Linked DNA regions of Rattus norvegicus: all the other regions are linked to region 3. The links are chromatin contacts, called in public Hi-C maps. All regions are on one chromosome and are shown on one strand. Each heading gives the region's core, a stretch centred on a gene start, on an enhancer-like site or on the middle of the called end of the contact. The rest is flanking DNA. Distances are from core to core; before and after follow the strand shown. Region 1 overlaps Alk (ALK receptor tyrosine kinase). Region 2 has its middle 9.7 kb from the start of Togaram2. Region 3 holds the start of Alk (ALK receptor tyrosine kinase).

Evidence for each region. A called contact is a pair of places that touch in the nucleus more often than the background predicts.
Region 1: a Hi-C map of liver shows a contact between it and region 3, with 2.3 times the contacts expected there. The contact joins the enhancer-like site here to the promoter of Alk in region 3. A contact is called at or near these places in 4 of 12 Hi-C or Micro-C datasets (Schwann cells, frontal cortex, liver and 1 more).
Region 2: a contact with region 3 is called in a Hi-C map of liver, with 5 times the contacts expected there. The contact joins the enhancer-like site here to the promoter of Alk in region 3. A contact is called at or near these places in 2 of 12 Hi-C or Micro-C datasets (Schwann cells and liver).

What each region holds. Positions count from the first base shown.
Region 1 is chr6:29,259,847-29,264,483 of GRCr8, forward strand. The region is part of intron 9 of Alk (ALK receptor tyrosine kinase); the gene reads left to right. Among named protein-coding and RNA genes, the nearest start is that of Clip4, 190 kb to the right of the region's middle. Within about 2 kb of position 1,720, at least 29 of the 93 cell types and tissues checked have an H3K27ac peak or open chromatin away from gene starts, as enhancers often do. A contact at or near this core is called in liver, where this site is marked.
Region 2 is chr6:29,556,348-29,561,033 of GRCr8, forward strand. No RefSeq gene overlaps it. Among named protein-coding and RNA genes, the nearest start is that of Togaram2, 9.7 kb to the left of the region's middle. Within about 2 kb of position 1,759, at least 6 of the 93 cell types and tissues checked have an H3K27ac peak or open chromatin away from gene starts, as enhancers often do. A contact at or near this core is called in liver, where this site is marked.
Region 3 is chr6:28,628,759-28,633,118 of GRCr8, forward strand. Alk (ALK receptor tyrosine kinase) reads left to right here and starts at 2,719. Exons shown (of 29, transcript NM_001169101.3): 1 at 2,719-4,319. The coding sequence starts at 3,638.

The DNA.
Region 1 (4,637 bases), core at 470-2,969, 630 kb after region 3:
CAGAAGTCCCATAGTCGTTGAATAATGCGAATTACATGATATCCAAGCTCCCAGGACAAGGACAATGCTCTATGCTCCTAGCTGCATTAGGCGCAAGCGTCTGGCTCAGAACATGGGCACTGATGACCTTTGCACCAATGCATAGGGTGATACGTATAATTCGTCACCGCTGTCTAAGGAAGGTTTATCATTAAAATAGAATATGAAATGGAAACAATGAAGTATGAGCTCTTATCCTAGAGAAAGGCAATGCGAAAATGCTAAGATAGCACCCATTAAGTCCTTGTGCTTTGCCCAGGGTCCCACCGAGTCTGTAGCCCTGACTTACTCAACGACAGTATTTTGAGATTCAGTGCCCCCAGGCAAAGAAGACTTCCAGTTTACGTCCACAGAGATGGAGAAGGAAGTTCAAACCATCCTTCTCCTGGGTCCTTTCATTGTCAGAAAGCTGCCATATCTGGTAACCATCTCTGCCATCCAAGGCACACATCAACAGAGACAGAAGGAGAGAAGTCACCATAGAGACTATCCGCAGGTCCTGAGATACAGGAGTGGACAGCCCAGTCTTTAAGAAGGATGGATTTGGCACCTTCTACGGCCTCGGTTGTTCCGAGGGCTTGTTGAACATGGAGTGTGTATCACACTGCATGGGTTGGGTGGTTCGGCCACAGATGACAGAAAACACGGCCTGGGAGATGAGAGGCCCTGCTTTTCCCTAATGGGTAACTGACCAAGGCAGACAATGCTCCCAGAGATCTCAGACAGTCTTTGTATCCTTTAGTGAGTTCTTGTACACATGCTTCTGTGTGTGAGTAAGTGTGCGAGTTTGGATGTAAGTATGTAAGGGTGTTCTCATTTTCTTTCTTTCTCTCCTTCTCCTCCTCCTCCTTCCCTTCCCCTCCTCTTCTCCGCCTCCATCTCTCTCCCCTTTACGCTCTCTTCCCACCCAGCGCTTACCCATTCAAGCCTGTGGATCAAGCGTTTCTGTCTATCTCTGCTCCTCTGCTGGGCCAGAGCTCCATAAAGCAAAGTTGTCTTTCCTTCACTCTCTCTTTACACCTGCTTGCCACACCAGCATTCGACAGATATGACACAGATTGGGGTACTGAGATAGCAAAGAAGGAGCCAACTGAAGATTGTCTTCTGCCAGTCTGACTTCTCTGGTTTCTCCTTCCCAGGAACCCTTCAATGTCGCTTCACAGAAATGAGCACAGAAAATCAATGCTTAAGGGTGGGGAGATGGCTCCGTGGGTAAGAACATTTGCTGCACTCCCATGAGGACCTGAGTTTGAGTCTCTAGTACCCATGCAAAGCACTGGACTTGCTGGTATGACCTGCAACCCAGCACTAGGGAGGGCAGATGAGTCCAGAGAATCACTGGAGCTTGGTGGCCTCCAGCCTAACTCCAGGTTCAGCAAGAGATTCTTTCTCAAGGGAGAGAGATAGAGCAGGATGCCCAGTGTCTTCCTCTGGCTTCCACATGCACACACAGAAATGCACACACAGAAATGCACACGCCACACAAGAGAAAATAAAAATTAACCAAGGGGAAAAACCAGTGATTGGAAGCCTTGACCTGGGAGTGTGGAAGGGTTTCTATAATTCTCCATGCAGTTTATCTGAAGATCTGTTTCCTTCTTTCCAGAAGGCTCCCTTACCTCAACCAGCCTGGTTATGCAAGAGAGAACTCTCTGACCCTTGGCAGCCCTAGAAACTCTATATTGACTTTTCTCTTGGTGTTATGCCCAGAGGAGAAACCGAGTCTTGAGGTGGTAAATTACCTCAGAGAGTTGGGCTTGTGGATGCAGAAACATTCCCAATTTAGCCTGACCTTCGACATGGCGCATTCACATTCACCAAGAGTCACAGCAAACGAACACATGCCCAGCCACTGCCTAGTCAGATCCAACCAGGGTGGGTCCTAGGAATCCAAAGCTGCCCTGCTAGCCCAGCCCCGCCTCCGCTAGTCCAGCCCCGCCTCCGCTAGTCCAGCCCCGCCTCCGCTAGTCCAGCCCCGCCTCCGCTAGCCCAGCCCCGCCTCCGCTAGCCCAGCCCCTCCTCCGCTAGCCCAGCCCCGCCTCCGCTAGCCCAGCCCCGCCTCCGCTAGTCCAGCCCCGCCTCCGCTAGCCCAGCCCCGCCTCCGCTAGCCCAGCCCCTCCTCCGCTAGCCCAGCCCCTCCTCCGCTAGCCCAGCCCCTCCTCCGCTAGCCCAGCCCCTCCTCCGCAGCCGGTGAGTGAAGTCAATTATGCAGATAATGGGATGGATGAGGCAGGGCTTTCTCGTAGCAGACATTATTCTAATAGAAATGCGTGCCGCGACCCCAGCCTCGCGACAGTCCATTTCAGAAGACTTTTACTGAACAAATCAACTGCGCAATAAGAAATGGGAGAGAGTGGTTTTCTCTCAGCAACATCTGCCAGTTCCATCCTAAGCAGCCAGGTCCCAGACAAGCCCCAGCTGTGAAAATGAGCCCCCTCCCCCTCTTTTTGGATCGTACTAAATGGCCAGGGAAGGGCTCTGAACCACAGTGCCCATCCATCAAACGCCTCTTACACCACCCAGCATTCTTTCTCTCTCACCAAAGCCTTGTTATTCCCTCAGTCCACATTCAGACACACACCTTTTTGTCAGCTACTTAGAATCATTAAGTGAACTTAATTAGGTTTGTCAATCCCTGAGGCTGGGAGGATTGCGAATAAGGCCTCATAGTCACCGCCCATTAACAGTCTGTTGCCTGAATGAGACAGTGCGTTTTCTGAGCAGTGCGTGAGCAGCGTTCAATATGTCCTCTGCAAAGACCTGCTCCGTGAGTACAGGAAGCACCCACTTCCAAGAGCTGCCTCCTGGAAACCTGACCTGGCCCGTGGCCCAAATGATCACCTCCCAGAATCCTCCTGGGCTAATTTTCAACAATCTGTCTATAAAGCTCGTACAAGATGGAGAGGTGAATACATTCTTATGCAAAAGCAGGCTTGAGCCAAGACCTCTAGCCAAGTGTGGTTTAGACAAGGAAAAAAAAAAAGTAAGACCAGCAACAACTCCTGCGAATCTAAAATCTACTCTGGAGAAACAGAAAGAACCAAACAGATCTCACAGTTACCACACAGCCAAAGAGAAGGGAGGCCTGCCTGCTAGGCTTCTGGATAAGTGCTTACTCTACCTTTTCCTTAACCAGATGTCCCACTGGAGAAGGGGAAGGCTCTTGTAGCCATGGAAACACTGCTTCCCTCCCCATCCAAAGGGAAAGTGTTGGGGTTGGGCCTCAGGGGTAACCTGTGTGATTATCAGTCTGTTGTCATATTAGCAATAATATGCCTTGACCTTGCCTCCCATCAGCCCTAGAATACTCTCTACCTGTACTAAGAGTATGTGTGGGACCTAAGCCTGAGGCTAAACTCACTGTGAGGAATGACCCAGTGTCTGTATCTTTGGGAAAGTGACTATAAAAGAATAATTGGACCAGAAGGATTCAGAGCCAGGAGGAAGTCTTGCCTCTCTCTAGCAGGGAGGGGCTTCCAGAGCCTCTGCTCTTTGGTTCTGCTGGAGACACAAACCAGGCAGCATCCAAAGCAGAGAAGCCTAAATCACAGCTGGCCTGGTCTTCACCTCATCTTTTGGCCAGTTCCCTCACAGAAGATGAGCTCCAGGAATTAGCCCCCGTTGTACCAGGCCCCATCACCTGCCCCTCCAGACTCCATTCCCACATTCACCTCTGTCCTGCAGATACCTGCCACCTCTGTCTGACCCTTGTCCTGCCTGTCCCCTTACCTGAGTCTCTGGTCCCAGAGTGAACTGAGGCAGCCTCACGTGTGTTCATGGTGCCATCTGATTGATGCCTTCTTGCCTGTCCCATGTTCTCCTGACACAAAATATGGACAACTCTCAGGGTCAGTTAATGCTTTAAAACAGCATCTTCTACTACCGACAACTCACAGAACGCCTTAGAGACTCTTGTACTGAGAAAGCATGGCAGCCCCAGCCTACGTCGTCCCATCAGGGCTAAGAGGCCTGGAGGCTGGCTGTTAGGGAACTCTGCAGCTCTAACTTCTTGGTCATGAAGAATTAAAGCAGGAAAACCAGAGCAAGTGAGGTGACTGGAGGTTTCCCCTGGGGCCTATAGAGGCCACGGTGGAGAGCTCCCTTGTGTGGAGGCACACAGTCAGTCATTCATTCCCTGACGTCCTGACGTCCTCCAAAGTGTGCTGACGATGCAGCTTAGCACCGAAATGAACATGGGGCCTGGCTCCTCAGCCTGTGGGTGATGGATAAAGAGAGGATGAACCAGAGAGGAGAATGAGAGTGCGTTGCTATGGGATCAATGCCCACTCTAATGTAGGATAGCCCACAATCCCGACCAAAGTACATGATTCTTTCTAGTCACACTTTGAGTAGCTTTATAGCAATACTTATTATTTATTATTATTGGTTGTTGTTTTGTTGTTGTTGTTGTTTGGTTTGGGATGTTTTCTTTTGTTTTGTTCTTTTGAGACAGGGCCTCATGAGCCTAGGCCAGCCTCAAACTCCCTGTATAGTTGAGAATGGCTTCAGTCATTTCTCCTTTACAATAAAAGTGTCTGGGCCCTCTACTTGTGGCCTTTGCACTGAAAGGGTTATATATGACCAGACTTCACAAGACG
Region 2 (4,686 bases), core at 509-3,008, 930 kb after region 3:
TAAATAATATTATTAATATTAAATAAATTAATAGATAAGGTCCCAGTTTTGTTTTTGTTTTTTTTTTTTGTTTTTTTTTTTTTGTTTTTTTTGAAAAACAAAAAAAGTTATCTGGTTTTGCCCATTCACTTAAGCAATGCTTTTAAAACCAAGTCAGCCACTCACAAGACAGAGGCAAGGAAGCCAGCCTGGTGCACAAAGCAAGTCCCAGGCCAGTTGAGGTTATATGAGCTGTTGTCCAAAGCAAATAAATAAATAAATAAGGAAGGAAGGAAGGAAGGAAGGAAGGAAGGAAGGAAGAAAGACCTGGAGCTAAAAAGATGATTCAGCAGTTACAAGTACTTCCTGCCTTTCCAGGGCACTGGAACTCTGTTCCCAGCAACCCTGCTGGGCAGCTCACATTTGCCAGCAAGTCCAGTTCCAAGACAGTCATCACCCTGTTCCGGGCTCTGTGGGCACCTGCATACACATGGCAGACACACGTACAGAGACGCGAATTCACATAGACATCAATAAAATTGATTTAAAAAAACCCACAAAGCAAGTATCCAGAACCCGATGACACACTGTGGTAATCCCAACACTAAGGAGGCAGAGACAGGAGGATCGGGAGAGGGCTCATTGAGAGTTTGAGACTAGCCTGGGCTACGTGAGGGCTTGCCTCAACAAGGAAAGAACTAAGTGCCTTGTGAACCTGAAAATGCACTGCAAGTTTCTACAAATGAATGTCTTTTTCTCATAAACTTGTACATTCGCCGACCCAGAGACCTCTAAACACAAAAGAAATTCAGTTTTTGTAATGCTGGAAATCTCTCAGTCTATATTTATAAACACCTCTGAAACGCAGTGCTGTCCTGTGAACCTCGTGGGGTGCAAAGCCCGGGTGGATCACGGTATTAGAGCCCTCTCGCGGCAGTCAGTCTGGCCTCTGTATTACGGACACACAGTCACAGAGACGTCTGGAAGGACACATGCGATAACACTGGTCTTGCTTACTTCAAGATCAAAATTAGTGGTGACCTATTTCTGCCAGTATGTACAACCCTGACTGTCCTGCGGTTTATTCTGCAAGCTCAGTCCCTTCATAGAGCAAGATGGCCTCAAACTTAGAGACCCACCTGCCTCTGACTCCCAAATGCTGATATTAAAAGCATGCCCGACTTATTCTTTTCACTTTTCAGTAGACTTGAAGTTTTCAAAAGTTTGGAAAAGAAGCCAAGTGACAATTAAAATTATTCCTCACGCTGCCATTGAGCGAATGTGTAATCCTATCTCTTATGGACAAAGTCCGTGCAGCGGGGAGAGGGTGGTGAGCTGGGGGCGGGGGTGGGGGGGTTGTCCATTATGGAAATGAGGGGGAGCCTGCAGTCTCTGGTGCTTCACTGTTACACACTACAAGTCGCCCATGCTGCTTCTGCCAAGCTGGGTGTTTGCTCAGGCTAGTCCACTGGGTCTGTGTTCAGGCCCAGGACATGAGAATATCAGCTTGGGGGCGGGGGAGGGAGGCACTGCCCACTTCGGAGAAGCTGGAGGGAATTGGAAGGCGCAATCGGAAGACCCTGTGTCCTCCAAACTGGGATGCATTTCGGGGGCGGGGGGGAAGAAAGAAAGAAAAAGAAAAAAAAGAGAAAAAAAAAAAGAGCTGGAAGCACCTTGGAGATTCCCGAAGGCTGTAGGAGAAAGCGGACAAGTTCACCAGGGCAGCGTTCTCAGGCAGCCCCACTTCCTGCGGGTAATGGCGTGCTGATAAGAGAGTTGCCCGGAGGAAGACTGACACCTTGTGGTTCACTTTGATTTTGACGATTTCCACTTGGACCCCAGAAAGAAACCAGGGCAACTGGACAGGCCTAGAGAATGAACATCCATTGGCATTCCTTGACTCTAGGCGCAAAAGCAATTCCACCGTGTTCACGAAACTTGAGCAGCACACTGGATTATACTGCAAAATCCACAGCCAAGATGTCCGCTGGAAGAAGGAGGCCTGGGTCCCGAGAACAGCCATGCTCTCACCACCTCACCCGTTTGGTTTTTTACAAGCTGAAAATCTCTCCGTTAACCGAGATTAACAGAAGGCCTCAATTCTAAGGAGTTTTAGTTGCAGGTTTCCAGAACACCTCTATCAAGGAACTATTTGTCCTGCCTTTCCTGAGGCACTCATTCATGAGGTAAGAGTTGGCAGGCTCTGGTCATCTGTCCCAAATACCCAAACCTATGAAGGCAGAAGCAACAGGCATGATTTTTCCAAAGTTAAAAAAGAGAGGTCTGGAGAGATGGCTCAATGGTTAGAGCATTGGCTGCTCTTCCACACAGCTCTCTGTACCTCCAGTTCCAGATCTGACTCCCTCGCACAGATATTCATAAAGACACAACACAGACACAACAATGTGTTGTTATGTTAAATGGTTAACAATAATAAATTTATTAAATAAATGGTTAGAATAATAATCAGTTCTTTCTAAGCAAAGAGGAATGCATTCAGTTATAATATTCCAAGAAATCAATTCTCATAAGCCTACTGACTGTCAAAGAGCAAATCTAATTTCTATAGGATTTATGTTTAATTTGGGTCAGGAGTGTTTGCCCTGTGAAACTTGACCTGAAATCTGTTGAAGCCAGATGAGAGGCAACATGACAGATCTATGGAAATCTCAAGTACCAAAGCCTGCACCCAGACTCCTACCTATCTGCAAACGTTATCATCTTTATCAAATTTGCGGCACTTAGAGTCACCCAGGAGACACTCTGGGCACTCCTGTGGGGACATTTCCAAAGAGGTTTAACTGAAGAGGAATACCCCTCCTCGGGTAGCACCATCGCACAGACTGGAGCCCCAAACCCAATAAACAGGAAAGGATACAGAAAGTGAATGAGTGCTAGCATTCCTCTCTCCCTGCTTCCTGATGGTAAGCAGTGTGACCAGCTGCCGTTTTCCTGCTGCCGAGCCTTCTGTGCCTTGATGGGCCACATACCCTCAAAATGGTGGATCAAAACAAGCTCTCTTTTCTGAAGTCGAGTTTCAGCATCCTAGAAAGATACTGGCACAGCACCTACACAGTAGCACAAGGGCCCGGGAAACGCCCTTATTTTATCAGGGCACTAAAAACAGCCCATATGTCATGGATCAGGAAATGCTCCGACAGTCTGAAACTCCAGGGTGGGACAGTGCCTTAGTTAGGGTTTTACTGCTGCGAATAGACACCAGGACCAATGCACTCTTATCAGGATAGCATTTAATTGGGGCTGGCTTACAGGTTCAGAAGTTCAGTCCATTATCATCAAGGCAGGAGCCTGGCAGCATCCAGGCGGGCATGGTGCAGGAGAAGCTGAGTTCTACATCTTCATCTGAAGGCTGCTTGGAGAAGACTGGCTTCCAGGCAGCTAGGAAGAGGGTCTCAAAGCCCAAGCCCACAGTGACACACTTCCTCTGACAAGGACACACCTCCTAATAGTGTCACTCCCTGGGCCAAGCATATTTAAACCATCGCAAACAGGAATTGGTATAGGAGTCCCCACACCCTGAACTGATCTTGACACACTTGAGAATGGTGAAGTTTTGTTCCTAAATTGGTCAGCTCTCCAAAGCGCATTGCCTAAGAGTTAGACCACAGACTGCTACATACATATAGGATACCATCCGTGTGGAGACAAAGAAACCAATTGCCTCTCATCAGCGCATCTGTCTGATGCAGATCCACAGAGAAAGATGAAGAGGGACCAAGGTCAGAAAGAACTGCTGTTGCCTCCACATGCAGTTGAAGAGGATTAGGGGTGATGGGCTCTGGCCTAAGCCACAGCCTTTGTCTTCTCTTTAGAGCAGTGGCTTTCAACCTTAACGCTGTGGATCTTTAACATAATTCCTCCTGTGGCAATGACCCCCTAAGTCTAAAATTATTCTTGTTGCGATGTCATAACTGTAATTTTCCTGCTGCTATGAATTGTAATGGAGATATCTGTTTTTTTCAAAGGCCTCAGCCAACCCCTATGAAAGGGTCCTTGACAACCTCCAAAGGGTCAAGACCCACAGGTTGAGAACCACTGCTTTAATAGCGTGCATTCTACACCACTTGCCTAGTTTAAGTAGCTTCTAATGTTAGGCTGGCCTGATGTCTCAACAACGAAAGGCACTCACCTCCAAGCCTGTCAGCCACTGACACGGATCTGCCTATGAGTTGTCCTCTGACTACATACATGACATGAGATGCAAGTGCACATGAGAGAGAGAGAGAGAGAGAGAGAGAGAGAGAGAGTGTGTGTGTGTGTGTGTGTGTGTGTGTGTGTGCGCGCGCACACTCACCCAAAGAGGAATAATGGTAAGATCTATCAAAAATGAGCTTTGTTTCCTTTAGAAAGTTTAGTATTTTCCAAAATCTCTTCAATAATGTCATACTTTCAGAACTATATAGGTTTTTTCTTTCATTTTACATTTTTTAAATTATAATTGAGTTACATTTCTCCCTTCAAACCTACCCTACCCTCTTTCAAATTTGTGGCCTCTTTTCTCGCTGTTCTTGCACACATATATGTACGTACACGGGTATGCCTGTCTGGTCTACATAAATGTTACTTGTATGTTTTCAGGGTTGACTGTTGGTGCTGTCCAACAAATCGGTGTGCTCTTCCCCGGGGGACGATAGCTCTCCCATTGCTGGCTTCCTCAGTTCTGCGGTTGTGTTGTTTCAGCCTCAT
Region 3 (4,360 bases), core at 1,469-3,968:
GTAACCCCACCCACCACAGTGCAGCATTACTGAGAATATCTTTTTAGTGTTGAGAATTGAACCTCAGGTCTTGTGCCTGCTTAGCAAGGTCTACACCACCAAGACACACTCCCTACCCCATTATTCTAAATCCTAACTGAGGATTATTTTGAAACATATTGGACTCACGCTGTGTACACAAGGTATGTTAGTTTTCAGTGCTCACATATTCTGTCTCTATTTCCCCTGCTTGTTCTATATTCCACTTTCCTGTAACCTCACCTCTCCATGGTAATGATGTAGGATAACAATGTCAAAATTATAGTTGTCTTGATGTGATGAGAAGGCCTAATTTGTCTCACTGGGATGTGTGATTTTTTTTTTTGAGAAAAAGATTCACTAGTTTGGATCCCAACACTGTTATTTATTTGTTGTTTAACCTTGGGCCACTTATTTTGCCTTTATGAGCCTTAACTGTTTCTCCTGTCATGGAAGTAATAATAATTGTTCTGTCCCCACAAAAGTCTACTTGTGTGATGTGAGACACATGTGCACATGCACACACACACACACACACACACACACACACACACACACATGACTATAGATGCAGATGCTTGGTGCCTGATAAATTATCAATAGCCATTTTCGACTCATTAAAAAAATTTACCTAGCAAATAGGAAACATTTTTGAGTTGGTATAATTTAACCTACAGGGGAAGGCACTAGTTTCTCCTTGGGAGACGTGAGAGAATTAATAAGGCATGAGAGTTAATTGAAGTTAATTGAGACGCCCCGCCCCCTCCCCCACAGTGTCCGTGAGATACAAACACAACCTTAGGAGCCCTTGTCCCGGAGTTCAGAACCTTGATGCTCCTCCAGGTTGAGTTTCTAGTCTCTGCAGCCCCCTAGTGGCCACTGATTTCAGAAGCCTGTACACCATCCTTGACAAATTACGAGTCAATTTGCCTTTGAACAAGAGTTATACAGACAGGAAAGAAAGAGCAGGGGTGCCGAGGGGCTAGTGTCTTGATCCTTTTCATGTTTCCCATAGAAAGGTATTTTTCTGAGGGTTTGCACAACAGAAAAACTGATGAGAACCCAAGCCTACTATGAAAATTTTTAACTCCATAGTCCTTTTCCTTCTCCCTCTGCCTCCCCAAGACAGGATCATTTCTTAAATTCTCCTTGTGTCAAGTCTTATTCCTTAAACAGTTAAATTGGCAGCACATAAAGATTTCAAATATGCAGCTGGAAGCCAGAAGGTCACTGAGAAGCAGTGCTGTTTGTTTTTGTCTGTAGGATTTCACTGGTCAACATGATAGCATAGTGCTGGAAAATACCCTGGCCTTGGAAGAGCAGGGGCTCCACTTGACCGTTCTCTCATGTGGGGCAGTGAGCAAGATATTGTGTCTCTTAGAGCTGGCTAAGGGAGAGTCCACTGGGCAATGTACTGGGGTACTGGGAGAGCTAGCATAAAGTAAGATAGTCAGCCTTGGAGAGAAGGGACTGAGAAATTAGTATAAACTAAACATTAACCTTATCTGGGCTTCTGGTGACACACAGCTGTTATCAGAAAGGAAAGGAGACTGGAGGTAGAAGCCAGCATTTTAAGTGAATAAATAAAAGGCCTTGACTGTGTGAGCCACTGTCCCACACAAACTTCGTTCATAGAATCACATCCATAGCCTGTGGTCTGCTATTCATGGAGGGCTATGGCAGAGTAACAGTCAACAGGACTGGAGGATAGGCTTGGTAGTCTCATGTGACCATACGATCCGGAACTGGAATTAAAAATATTTATCTTATGTGTGGTGGTTTATGTTTGTAACCCCAGCACTTGAAAAGCTGAAGCTGGATTTCCAAGACTTCCTGGTCGGTATTAGCAACATAGTGAGTTCAGGGTTAGCCTGGGCTACCAATCAAGGTCTTATTTTTAAAAAAGCCAAAATAACAAATGGATAAACAAATGGTGTCGTGGTGGGGTGGTTGCTCAGCAGTAGAGTGTCTGCCTGTTTTACAGAAGGCTCGGAATTTCATCCCCAGCACCAGTCTGGAAACCTGTTCAGATATCATTATGAGAAAACAAAGTGGCTGACAGGTCTGAACGGCAGTTTATGCGGCTGAAGAACAACTCGATTCGGAAGTACCAGGCTCTCAGGAATGCTTTCAAATAACTGGAGTGTTAGAGAAGGTTCCCTTTCAAGGCCCTAAGACAAGCTGCTCTTGAATCTTGCGGGGCGGGGGGGGGGGGGGGAGAAGGGGCCATGCTACTCCTGCCTCCTCCTGGTTTTCCTTTGCCTCCAGTTTTATTCCGGATCCTGCTCCTCTGAAGTCGGACACATTTAATCTGTTAAATATATAATTAGAGAGAGAGAGAGTGCTTGGTTGCAACGATCGCTTCCAGTTTTCCCATTTATCCAAAATACTCTCTTGTTCGCACAGCAGAGAAATAGGGCAGGCAATCCGGAGGAAGGAACGGGCACCAACAGCCGGAGGCGGGGCGGGCTTGGTGCTTTTCTGAATGAATACCGAGGGCCTCTGCAGATTTGCATAGGAGCAGATCTCGCAGCAGCATTGGCTGGCGGGCATGGGAGGGGGCGGGGCCGACTGCGTGGGCTGGGCGGCTGCGCTGAGTTCGCTCAGGAGCCCCGCCCTCACGGAGGCCCCGCCCCCTTTCGGCGCGCGCTCGCGGCACTGCCAGCTGCAAGTGGCGGGCGCCCAGGCAGATGCGAGCCAGCAGCTCTGGGGGCGGCAGCGGCGGTGGCAACTGGCTCCTCCCGCTTCTTCTGTCCAGGGGTTCTCGGGGCAGTAAGACGCTTTCCGTTCGCCCCCTGGCCAGTCAACAAAACCGCGGGCGCTGCTGGTAGGTAAGGAGGGAGCTGGCTACGTTGCGGGCTCCTCTGCCCCGAATGTTTTCACTCGGCGGCAGCGGCCGGGGCCGCTCTGGTGCTTGGGAGTGAACTCCGAGGAACGAAGACGTCGGTGACAGCAAGGACGCTGCAAACTTGTGCGCGTGGAGGCAGCGGGAGCCTCCTCTCCGCAACGCAGAGCTCGCGTTCACGCCCAGAAGTTCAGCGGGCAGGGTGATCGATCCGAAGACTTCCTGCAGCGGAGGTCACTTGAGGGGGCGCTAGAAAGCAGCCCCCTCCGGTGGTCCTTGCCTAGACCTGGGAAGGAGCGCAGAGGAGGTGACAGGAACGGAGGACGTGGGCAAGACAGTGACCGACTCAGAACCGCGGCTCGCAGCCTGGAAAGTTGCAGAAGATTGGAGGCGAAGAGGAGAGCTCTGGTCACCGAGGGCTCCTTGAACGGTACCTAATTGCCACCTCCCTCAACCATAGTGATTTCTCTGGTCCCTGAGCAAATGGGGCGCAGCATGGCGAGAGGCGCAGGATCCAGCTGTTGAACCCAAGGTGTCTCACTGTCTCCGAACTCCCCCCTGACTTTCTCATCCGTTTTGCTGAGAACCCTTTTTGCCTCCTTGTAGACTGGGGAAAGCAGGGCGCTCTATAGTGTACACAGTCCTTGAGACCAAGTGGAAGGAGCCGTTCAGGACCAAGGACTATTTGGAGCCCCTTTCTGTTTAGGGGAGAGTGAAAGGTGAGGCTGGACCAGGCAGGGAAGGGAGTCTAGTGTAAACTCGCCCTCCGGAGGGATGGGAGCCCTTGGGTTCCTGTGGCTGCTGCCGCCGCTGCTTTTGACAGCAGCCTCGTACTCCGGAGCTGCAACCGATCAGCGCGCGGGTTCTCCAGCCTCAGGGCCGCCTCTGCAGCCCCGGGAGCCGCTCAGCTATTCGCGCCTGCAGAGGAAGAGTCTGGCGGTGGACTTCGTGGTGCCCTCACTCTTCCGCGTCTATGCCCGAGACCTGCTGCTGCCGCAGCCACCGTCCCCCTCGGAGCCCGGGGCTGGCGGGCTGGAGGCGCGGGGATCACTGGCTCTGGACTGCGACCCTCTGCTCAGGTTGCTGGGGCCATCGCCTGGAATCTCCTGGGCAGAGGGAGCCAGTTCTCCTAGTCCGGAGGCGGCTCCGACGCTGTCCAGGGTGCTGAAGGGCGGCTCGGTGCGCAAGCTCAGGCGTGCCAAACAGCTGGTGCTGGAGCTGGGCGAGGAGACGATCCTTGAAGGCTGCATTGGTCCCCCAGAGGAGGCGGCGGCTGTGGGGATACTCCAGTTCAACCTTAGCGAGCTGTTCAGCTGGTGGATTCTACACGGCGAAGGGCGGCTGAGGATCCGCCTGATGCCTGAGAAGAAGGCATCGGAAGTGGGCAGGGAGGGAAGGCTATCCACTGCGATCCGAGCCTCCCAGCCCCGCCTTCTCTTCCAGATCTTCGGGACCGGTGAGCAGTTCCCACCAGAGTGTGTTGGGATTTGCATTTTT